Regions from separate parts of the Mus musculus genome. Here region 1 is linked to region 2. The links are chromatin contacts, called in public Hi-C maps. All regions are on one chromosome and are shown on one strand. The core of a region is the stretch at or near the end of the contact, and the rest is flanking DNA. Distances in the headings are between cores, read along the strand shown.

Region 1 (4,560 bases), core at 823-3,322, 48 kb before region 2:
CTAGCTGACTTCCTACTTAGTTCCTGAGTACTTGTGGCCCAGTCCTGGGTCAAAGAATTGTCTAGAATGCAATTTCATGTCTGTGAGCTCTTCAGGGTCATGGGGTGATAAATAAGATCAAGACTCTATTGATTACTAGTGTCAGAGTTCAATCAGTGGCCAGGATCAGGGCTCAGCATGTGGCCAAGATAAGGACTTCATATGTGACTAGGATCAGAGCTCAGCATTGTTTCGGGAGTTGCAATTGGACAGTGACCACTCCCATGCCTCAGCCTATAGCAAGGCTCACTGACCAGCCTAGGTGCTCAGTGTATATGGGGATCTCAGCTCAGTCTATGACCAGTGTTTAGTCTGTGTCTAGAATGAGCCTCAAAGTTGATGACTACCAGAACCCGGTGCCTCTTCCTAGATATTGGCAAAGCTAGAAGATTCAACAAGACCTCTTAACACCCTCTGTGTACTGTGCCTCTGAGGAGCCAAACTCACCCTGCATCAGGACCTCATGGACTTCCTTCACACCTGACCTACATGGATCTGTGGAGGCCTCTGGGAAGGTGGAGGTGCTCCCAGCACTGATGGCCCCCATCTTCCCTTCCTTATAAGTTCAAATAATTGTGACTCTCCAGCAACCCATTATGGTTCTCACAAGCCTTCGCCAGCGCATGCTGCCCCACCAAGGGAGGAGAGGCAAGCAATGTGGTCACACCATGCAGGTGATGCTGAGGCCTGGCCTGAGGACCCAGCTGGATCCCAGAATTGTTCATTTCTTGTTCTCTGGTCCTTGTCCTTGAGACAGTATAGGGTTCTGCAGATTACCCAACGTCAGTGGCATGTCCTTCCCGCCTACTGCCATTGAGGATTTGGGGGTTGATGTGTTGGCTGTACCTACAGGATTCTCAACTTCAGCCCAGACCTTTCTGCCAGGGTCCAGACACTGAAACTCACCTACCCAGCTTAGCCGGACTTTCTGCTAGTCTCCATCACAGGAGATGAACAGAGGTGATGGGTAGGCCCAGAGGAGGTGCCTGGGTTCAAAACCTGCATTTTCTCTACTTTCTCGCTGCTTGACTTTCTGAGCTCACTTCCTTGGAGACAGAGGAGGACAATGGGAGCTGCTTTGCGAGGCACGTAAGAAGTGTCCGGAGAAACACTGGGTGCACGGTGGGCTCTTAAAAAACAGTGGCTCCATTGTCCAAGGGTCATGATGGATCCTGTATTGAGCCAACCAGTCTACTCAAGGGTATTTTGTCCCTTGGAACTTCAAAAGGATTAATCCCCACTCCCACCGCCTCAGTGACAGTAGAGTTGAATTTGTTTGTTTTTGTTTTGTTTTGTTTTGTTTTGTTTTGTTTTTAAAGGTATAAGAATACATGTCGCTGTCTTCAGACACACACCAGAAGAGGGCATCAGATCCCATTATAAATGGTAGTGAGCCACCGTGTGGTTGCTGGGAATTGAACTCAGGACCTCTGGAAGAACAGCCAGTGCTTTTAACCACAGAGCCATCTCTCCAGCCCCCAACAGTGTAGTTTTGAAAGGACCCTTCCAGGGAAAGAAAGCTTTCCAGGAAAGACACGCCAACTGTGCCCTTGAACCATCCCTTAGGCTGCTGGAGGAGGTGACTGTGGGTCTGGTGATCAGGGAACAAGGACAGGAAGAGATGTGATTTCCACAGAGGCACGGGAAAGTTGTGGGAATAGGGGCAGTCAGACCTGGTGGAGGTCAGGGTAGTGAGATATTTGGAAGTTCTGAAGCTGGCTGGTATTTTGTCCACCAAGAATCCAGGCAATGTTGCCATGGTTGATTGGAGTTTAGGGACCCCTTTGCCCTTCTTCTTACTGGACAGGTTCTTGCTCCTCCACACCTCCTCCTTATACTACCTGCCCCTTACTCTTCTGCTGCAGCTAACCTCATGCTTCCTCAACTCAGAGGCCACCACCTCCAAAATGATCACCCTGGCAGCCACAAGCCAGTGCAAACCAGGCCCGCTGCAGCCTGTCACTGGGCTCTGCCTATCCGGTGTTCATTGCTCCAAGGGCCAAAGGCTTGTTCTGTCTTACCGGCTTCCCACACCTAGGCTGGGGATCAGGGAGCTGGAGCTGAATCACCATGATGCAAATGCCTACCCTGAGTACTCCTAGGTGAGCCACGTGCCCTTCCCATGTCCGGCTTCTGGGTCTACAAACCAGTGCCCTCATACTCACCCAGAGAGCGGGCACCAGCATGTTCATACTTGCAGTGTCTTCTTCAGGAGAGCACCTGGGAAGCACGCAACTGACCCTGTCACCTGAGGTCTGAATCACACTTAGCTTGGATGCGGCGGAAGGTACAGATTTCTGGCTCTAGTGCACTGCTAAATCCAGACCCACCATTGCCTCTGGCTCACTAAGCTCTCATAAATAACTCCTGAATGATCAGACAAGCTCTGGCTCTCAGAATTCCGGAGTAACCAAACCATCATCACAGCGGGCTGAGCCTGCCAGACAACTGCTGTGAGCAAGGGACACTCCCTGCCCAGGGTTCCCACAGAAAACAGAGTGTGGACAGTACACTTCAGGCTCCGTGCCATGGTCCCCAGAAATGGGAAGGCCTAGGCCTGCAGGCTGAACCCCGCAGCACCATCGAGAACCTTCTGCGGATGAAGAGAACTGGCTACGCTCCCTTCTGCACATGCAGCCTGGCGTGCTTAACTAACGGGCCTCAAGCTGTTTCAGATGACGTCTGCTAAAAAGTAATCGCACCCTAATTTATTCAGCTTGTCAGCTTCCATCTGCCACCCACAACTCCGGGCAAGTGTGTCGGGTTTGGAAGCCAGCATGAGCCAGTCTCCTCTCGTGGGGCTGCCTCCTGGAGGGAGCCCAGAACCACTGCTCTCCTCCAAGGGAAGCTCAGCTCCTGCAGGCACTCAGGGTCAACACTGGCAGGAGCAGAGATGAAGCCCAAGGGAACGGCTGCCTGTGGCTGGAAAAACAGACTTGTATGGCTTGACATAGGCCCCGTAGAACTTAGCTGACAGGCCTCAAGCTGTTGCAGACTGGCCAGAAACTTGATATAGGAAATCTTAGGCCAAGGCCTGTGAAGTTCTAGATCCCATGTAAGAGTCTACAGTACCCCCAGCATGAGAACTTTAGCACTGTCCCAAAACAATGTGACATCTGCTGTCAGTGACACAGGTTCAAGTCCCCCATGACACTGTTCAGCTAGGCCAGCATTTTCATTTAGTCCTATGATCCTGTTGAGTCACTATTTTCGACCATGAAGTCCATGGGGATATCCCCCATAGACAGGACAGCTGGGTAAAAGGTTAGCTGGGCCTAGGTACCAGTGCCGTGAACACATGGAGCCTCACTGACACCACCTGCTATACCAACAGATGCACACTGTATAGCTAGACAGGCATGCTACCCGGGTCCCTGTGATGCAGGCACCTCCCGTAGTCAGACCCAAATCTGAGCCCATGAGCTGAACTGAGGCTTTGGAAGGAGAGTTCAGGATCTAGGAGACAAGGACAGACCCAGGAGGCTTCTGGGACTACTGTACCACTGTCACCTTATGCCTAGATACAAAGGCATGACCTTGAAAACAACATGGTTGTCATCTGGGGAAGAGAGAGGCTAGTGGAGCTGGGACACAAGGGTCATGATCAAAAAAGCAGCAGAGCCAACACTTCCAGGTTTCCTATCCTTCAAGGCCACTTCAAGGCCCTCCAATGGATGATACCTCCTTCCTCTGGCATGTCCCCTGCCTGGGTTAGTTCAGCCTGTAGCACTGGTTGGCACGTCACTATGGTTACATAGGCTGTTCGCTATGACCTACATAGACTTCCATTCCCAACAAAGTTCTCAATACTCCACTATCAGGTTGTCTCCACATACAGCCTGCCCTCTAGGCTCCTATGAATGAGACACATCCCCCATCACATACATTCCCCCTCTGGGCTACAACCCTCTCCATACAGGATAGGGTGTGTCCCCTATTTCCTGCTTTCTGTGAGTCCTGGCATGCAGAGATAGAGGCTATGTGTAGAGATGAGGGGGTGGGACCTGGGATGTTCTACTTCCTTGAGCCTGGCCAGCTCCAACGTGTAGAACCTACTGCTCCAGCCTTCTAACGGCAGCAAGAGACATGAATTCTCATCCTAGAGCTTCAAGTTCCCTGGTCATGGCTGAGCTCTGACCCTAGCAATTGTGTTTACAGTAGAAGTGCCCTGGTCCACAGAGGAACAAAGTCACCAGAAACAGCTAAGGCAGGGGACTGGGAGCTAGTAATTAAAAAGGAAGGAGAGCCTAATGACCACCTACTATGTTTATGTGTCCTACTGAGTACCTAGTCTCTGGTGCTTACAATTATGTGACTGGCAGTCACTAAGTAAGTTCATGGGGCCTCAGTTTCCCCATCTGTAAATGAGAGAAGGCACGGCTCCTGGGAGGCTGAGATGAGTCACTGGTGGGGGAGCAGCATGCCCAGTATGCTCTGTGGTCTTCCGCCCTGAAGCTACTGGCTTTGATCACCACATCTGGTAGGGACTCTCTGGAGCCTCATCTCTCTTTCCTTGCTCAG
Region 2 (4,445 bases), core at 612-3,111:
GTGACACCCAAGATGAGAAGGAGCCTAAAGCGGAAGTTGGAGTTCAGGCCAGTACAGTGGAGGATAGGGAGGAAGAGATCCCCTCCTCTGTAGCCTAAGCTGCCTTTGTTGTTGTACTGTGTCTCCTGCTCCTGCTCCTGCTCCTGCTCCTGCTCCTGCTCCTGCTCCTGCTCCTGCTCCTGCTCCTGCTCCTGCTCCTGCTCCTGCTCCTGCTCCTGCTGCTGCTCCTGCTGCTGCTCCTGCTGCTGCTCCTGCTGCTGCTCCTGCTGCTGCTCCTGCTGCTCCTGCTGCTCCTGCTCCTCCTGCTCCTCCTGCTCCTCCTGCTCCTGCTCCTCCTCCTGCTCCTCCTCCTGCTCCTCCTCCTGCTCCTCCTCCTGCTCCTCCTGCTCCTGCTCCTGCTGCTGCTCCTGCTGCTGCTCCTGCTCCTGCTCCTGCTCCTGCTCCTGCTCTGCTCCTGCTGCTCCTCCTGCTCCTGCTCCTCCTGCTCCTCCTGCTCCTGCTCCTGCTCCTCCTCTTCCTCCTGCTCCTGCTCCTGCTCCTCCTGCTCCTCCTCCTGCTCCTCCTCCTGCTCCTGCTCCTCCTCCTGCTCCTCCTCCTGCTCCTGCTCCTCCTGCTCCTCCTGCTGCTCCTGCTCCTCCTGCTCCTCCTTCTTCTCTTCCTGCTCCTCCTGCTCCTCCTCCTCCTCTCCCTCCTCCTCCTGCTCCTTCTCCTCTTCCCCCTCTTTCTTCCCTCTCCTGTCCCTGCTTCTCCACCACATCCCCTAAAGTGAACATTCCATCTAAGTTGTTCTGCCAAGACTTGGAATTTTTTTTTCCTCCCAGCACTGGGAAATTATAAATAACTCCTGTATTAGAAGAAACAAACAAAAACAGAAGCAAAATCTCAAGTCCAGATGCTCTTGTGTGGAAACGGGCCTCCAGCCCACAGGCTCCTCTACACCAGGAACCCAAAGGTCCCCCACCCCCCAAATCAGGATGGAGCCTGGCCCTTTCACTAAAGGCCACTCAGCCTTACTGCTTGATATCACACGATGTAGAGATGTCACCAGGGCTAGGCAGTCCTTCCTTGCTGCCCACACAGACTTCTGCCTAAAATTTTCGACCTAGATAGGGACAAGCTGGAAGCCCAGGTCACATGTGCCATATTCCAGGAAATCCTCTCGGATTTTCAAGGGAGTAGACAGGATCCTTCTGGGAGGGGACAGAGAAGAAGGCAGGCTGGAGACTGTCAGAACTCCTTCCTGACACTGCCTCTCTCATATTTTCCATGCTTACACTCTACCCTTGTGCATCCCTAGCGACTGTCATAGAAACCTGAGACGCGGTGGCCCTTGGAGTGAGACACAAGGACAGCCAGCATCCAGCTACTCCTTGGAGGCCAAGCAGTCCACACCAGATGAGATCGTGTAACTTCCCATCCTAGAGCTGAGCAAGAATGACAACTGGGGGATGAAGTCCTGACCTCCCACCTTCCCCAGGATCATCTCATCCTCACAGCCTGCCGGAGTCACCTTTTCCACCTGACTCTCAGACTCACTAGGCGGTTGAGAAGGTGCAGGCATCGTGTCCCGCGTCCCCTCCCCGGCTTCCCTGGTTCACGGTACAGGGCGAGGCCAGACGCGGGAACGGGAGAAGCAGAGGCTTTATTCACTGTCACGGGGAAGGGCGCGCCAAGCAGGACGGCCAGCTTCGGGAGGGAAGGCGGCGGCGGCGGGCGCCAGCAGCACCAAGCCGGGTGGCCTGCCAGCGCCGGCGTAGCTCAGCGCCAGGCGCTCCAGGCGCCGCTTGCGCTCGGCCGCCTGCGCCGTGGCGTGCAGGGGTCGCAGCAGCGCTGGGGGAGGCGCGCCGGGGCCGCGCAGCAGGAAGTCGAAGCCCGCGCGGTCCCGCGGGTCGTAGAAGAGCGGCCCGGTGGCCGGGTCCGGGCCTGGCGGCCAGGCGAACGGGAAAGGCAGCGTGAAGTCCTCGGTGAGCACGCGGATAGCGAAGTCGTCCTCTTTGCCCAAAGCGCGGTAGGCGCGCCCGATGCCGCGGAAATGCGCCTCCCAAAGCTGCGCGTCGCCGCCGTAGATGTCGGGGAAGCGCGGTGCGGGGGGTGCAGCCGGTCCTGCGGCGGGCGCGACAGTCAGCGGGGGCTGGGGGGGGGACACGCTTGTCCCCGGCGCGGGGAGGCTGGGGTCATGGAAGGAGAGGCCACTGGGCCAGAAGAAACAGGTGGGGACCACTGGGGAGTGAGAAATGAGCCCCTTCTCAACACCTAAGGGGGACCTGCCTCCATCCCTGACCTCTCTCCTACCTCCTGTCACCTCTCCCTGCAAAGGGGAAGTTGTCCACTGTCCTGAGGAACAGCATCAGCAGGCTGTGAAGGCCTGCAAGGTCCCGAGAGTATGAAAAAGTCAGGCTGCTGGGCAGAAAGTTCAAGATGGGGAGGAAGCGAGTTAGCCAGGAGGCTCAGATAGTAGGATTCACCCAGCAGGTGGCGGCAAGCAGCCGTTAGGGCAGGAGGATCAACAAAATCCAAGCTGACTACTGTGAATATGCAGACTGTGGGCCTGGCCTGGGGTCTTCAGCTTGGTTCCCATGAGGAGGAAGCAAGGGTAAGGAGAGTGGAGCTCTCACGGGGAGATACGGGGTGCAGGGACTTGGCATGGCAGCAGATGCTGGTCCCCTGGATGGGGACCAGTCCCAGTTTCAGGCTAGAAAATATGTGGGCTCCCACAATGCAATTGGGGTCAACATTCCATATTTGCTACAGGCAAAGGTCTAAGGATAGGAAAACCATGCTGTAGGGCTGCAATAAACCCCCACAGTGCCGCACCCATGCCGAGGGGCCTCTGTTACTATTCTTACTTAGTGCACTTACTGAGCACCTGCTGTGTGCAATCAGGCTCTGGACTAGGTACTGCCTGTAGCCATGAGCCAGACAGCAAAGCCTGTTCTTCCACCTCCGTAGATAAACAAATGCCTTCTTGAGTCAGAACCTTGAGCAGGATGAGGGGTGTTATGCCAGGAGGAGAGATGAACTGGAGGTGACCCACCTAGCCCAGTGGGGAGAGCCAGACCTGCAGATGGTTTGAGATGCACAGGCAGGACCTGCAAGGGTCACACCCTCAATCTACAGCTCAGAGGACCAGTGAACCCTGCCCCAATCCCTGCAGCCTATCCTGTCTCCCTGGCTGCCTTCGAAGTCTCTGTCTTACTCCTCAGTACCAGGATCGGGTGAAGCCACAGAAGGGGCTGTGGGAATTCCTCTGAGGTGCTGGTAGAGACAAGTTTTGGAGGAGAGAGGGCTGCAGTGGGTCGTGGGAGAGGGGACAGTGACAGCCCTGGGCATGGGCAGGATGGTTTTATCAGCCTGCCATTGTTCCAGGTGAGTATAGTTACAGAGGTACAGTACAGAGGGCAGTGGTAGCTGCCTCTGGTCTGGGTGAAGCCGCTGTCGCCAGGACAGCAGTGAGAAGAGCCCTGCTGTCTGAAGATGTCTTAAAGCTAGTTAGTGTGGAGACGTGGAGTGGGAGCGCTGTGGAGGAGGGAAACCTCTGGCCACCACTTGCTAGAGAAGGGCAAAGATGAAAGAGAAGCAACTGAGGTCAGAGGGTGGAGAGTTTGATTTGGGATGGGTTGGGTTGAAGCCTTCAGATAGACCCATGGAGAACATAGCTGGCTGGAGACAGACCTGGGGAAATGGCATTTAGAGCCAAAAGAGTGGATGAAATCACCTGGGGAGGGAGGGGAGGAGGGAGGGGAGAAGGGAGGGAAGAGGGAAAGGGAGGGAAGGGGTGGGATGGAAAGGAAGAGAGGAGGGAGGGAAGAAGGAAGAGAGGAAGGAGAGAGGGGGAGGGAAGGAGGAGAGGAGGGAGGGAAGGAGGAAGGGAGGAGGGAGGGGGAGGAGAAGTCAGGGGAGAGGAGGGGAGGGGAGAGGAGGGAAGGAGAAGAGATCCTGGACCAAGCCTGGGGCCATCTGTCCTTGCCAGGTCAGAGAGAGGAGAAGCCAGTGAGGGGACCAAAGAGAAGACAGTGATGTAGGAGCAGTGTGGGAGATTCTGGAAGCAGATCAGGCTGAGTCACGTGCTGCCCGTGGGTCACATCAAATGAGGCCTGAGAGCTGGCCTCAGACTTAGCGTGGTGAAGGACATCGGTGACCTTGACCTGAGTTGCTTCAGGGAAGTACAGAAATTAAGCCCGATTAGAGCAGGTTCAAGAGCAAATGGGAGAGAGAGAGAGATTTAGAGGCGGCAAGGATTTGTTATAAATGTGGAGCAGAGAAATCAGGCAGTCGCTACAAGGGAAGTGAGGTTGAGAGAGAGGACAGAGAGCCTCCCGCCTCTGTGGTAATGGCTGTGGAAAGCGAATGCTTCTGCCTGAGGCAGAGGGTGGCTTGGGTGTGGCTGCGTCAGAGAGAAGGGTGGGCAGCTGGCCTTGGCTGGGAATGGATAAGGTGGGACAGTC

The links. Hi-C and Micro-C count contacts between places; a contact is called where the count stands out from the background.
Region 1: a Hi-C map of cerebral cortex shows a contact between it and region 2, with 2.1 times the contacts expected there. The contact joins the enhancer-like site here to the promoter of Mroh5 in region 2. A contact is called at or near these places in 3 of 39 promoter capture datasets (the HPC-7 cell line, epiblast stem cells and hippocampal neurons), 1 of 15 datasets of contacts at CTCF or cohesin (stem cell-derived epiblast-like cells), 6 of 484 Hi-C or Micro-C datasets (LSK cells, cerebral cortex, cortical neurons and 2 more), 2 of 115 datasets of contacts at active chromatin or transcription factors (embryonic stem cells and neural progenitor cells) and 3 of 9 other capture datasets (adipose tissue, liver and pancreatic islet).

The regions. Positions count from the first base shown.
Region 1 is chr15:73,885,288-73,889,847 of GRCm38.p6, reverse strand. No RefSeq gene overlaps it. Among named protein-coding and RNA genes, the nearest start is that of Gm52173, 16 kb to the left of the region's middle. Within about 2 kb of position 2,072, at least 35 of the 459 cell types and tissues checked have an H3K27ac peak or open chromatin away from gene starts, as enhancers often do. A contact at or near this core is called in cerebral cortex, cortical neurons, forebrain and 1 more, where this site is marked.
Region 2 is chr15:73,837,087-73,841,531 of GRCm38.p6, reverse strand. Mroh5 (maestro heat-like repeat family member 5) reads left to right here and starts at 1,861. Exons shown (of 11, transcript NM_001368162.1): 1 at 1,861-1,964. It overlaps Gm6569 (predicted gene 6569), which reads right to left. Exons shown (of 4, transcript NM_001374241.1): 4 at 1,624-2,103. The coding sequence ends at 1,643.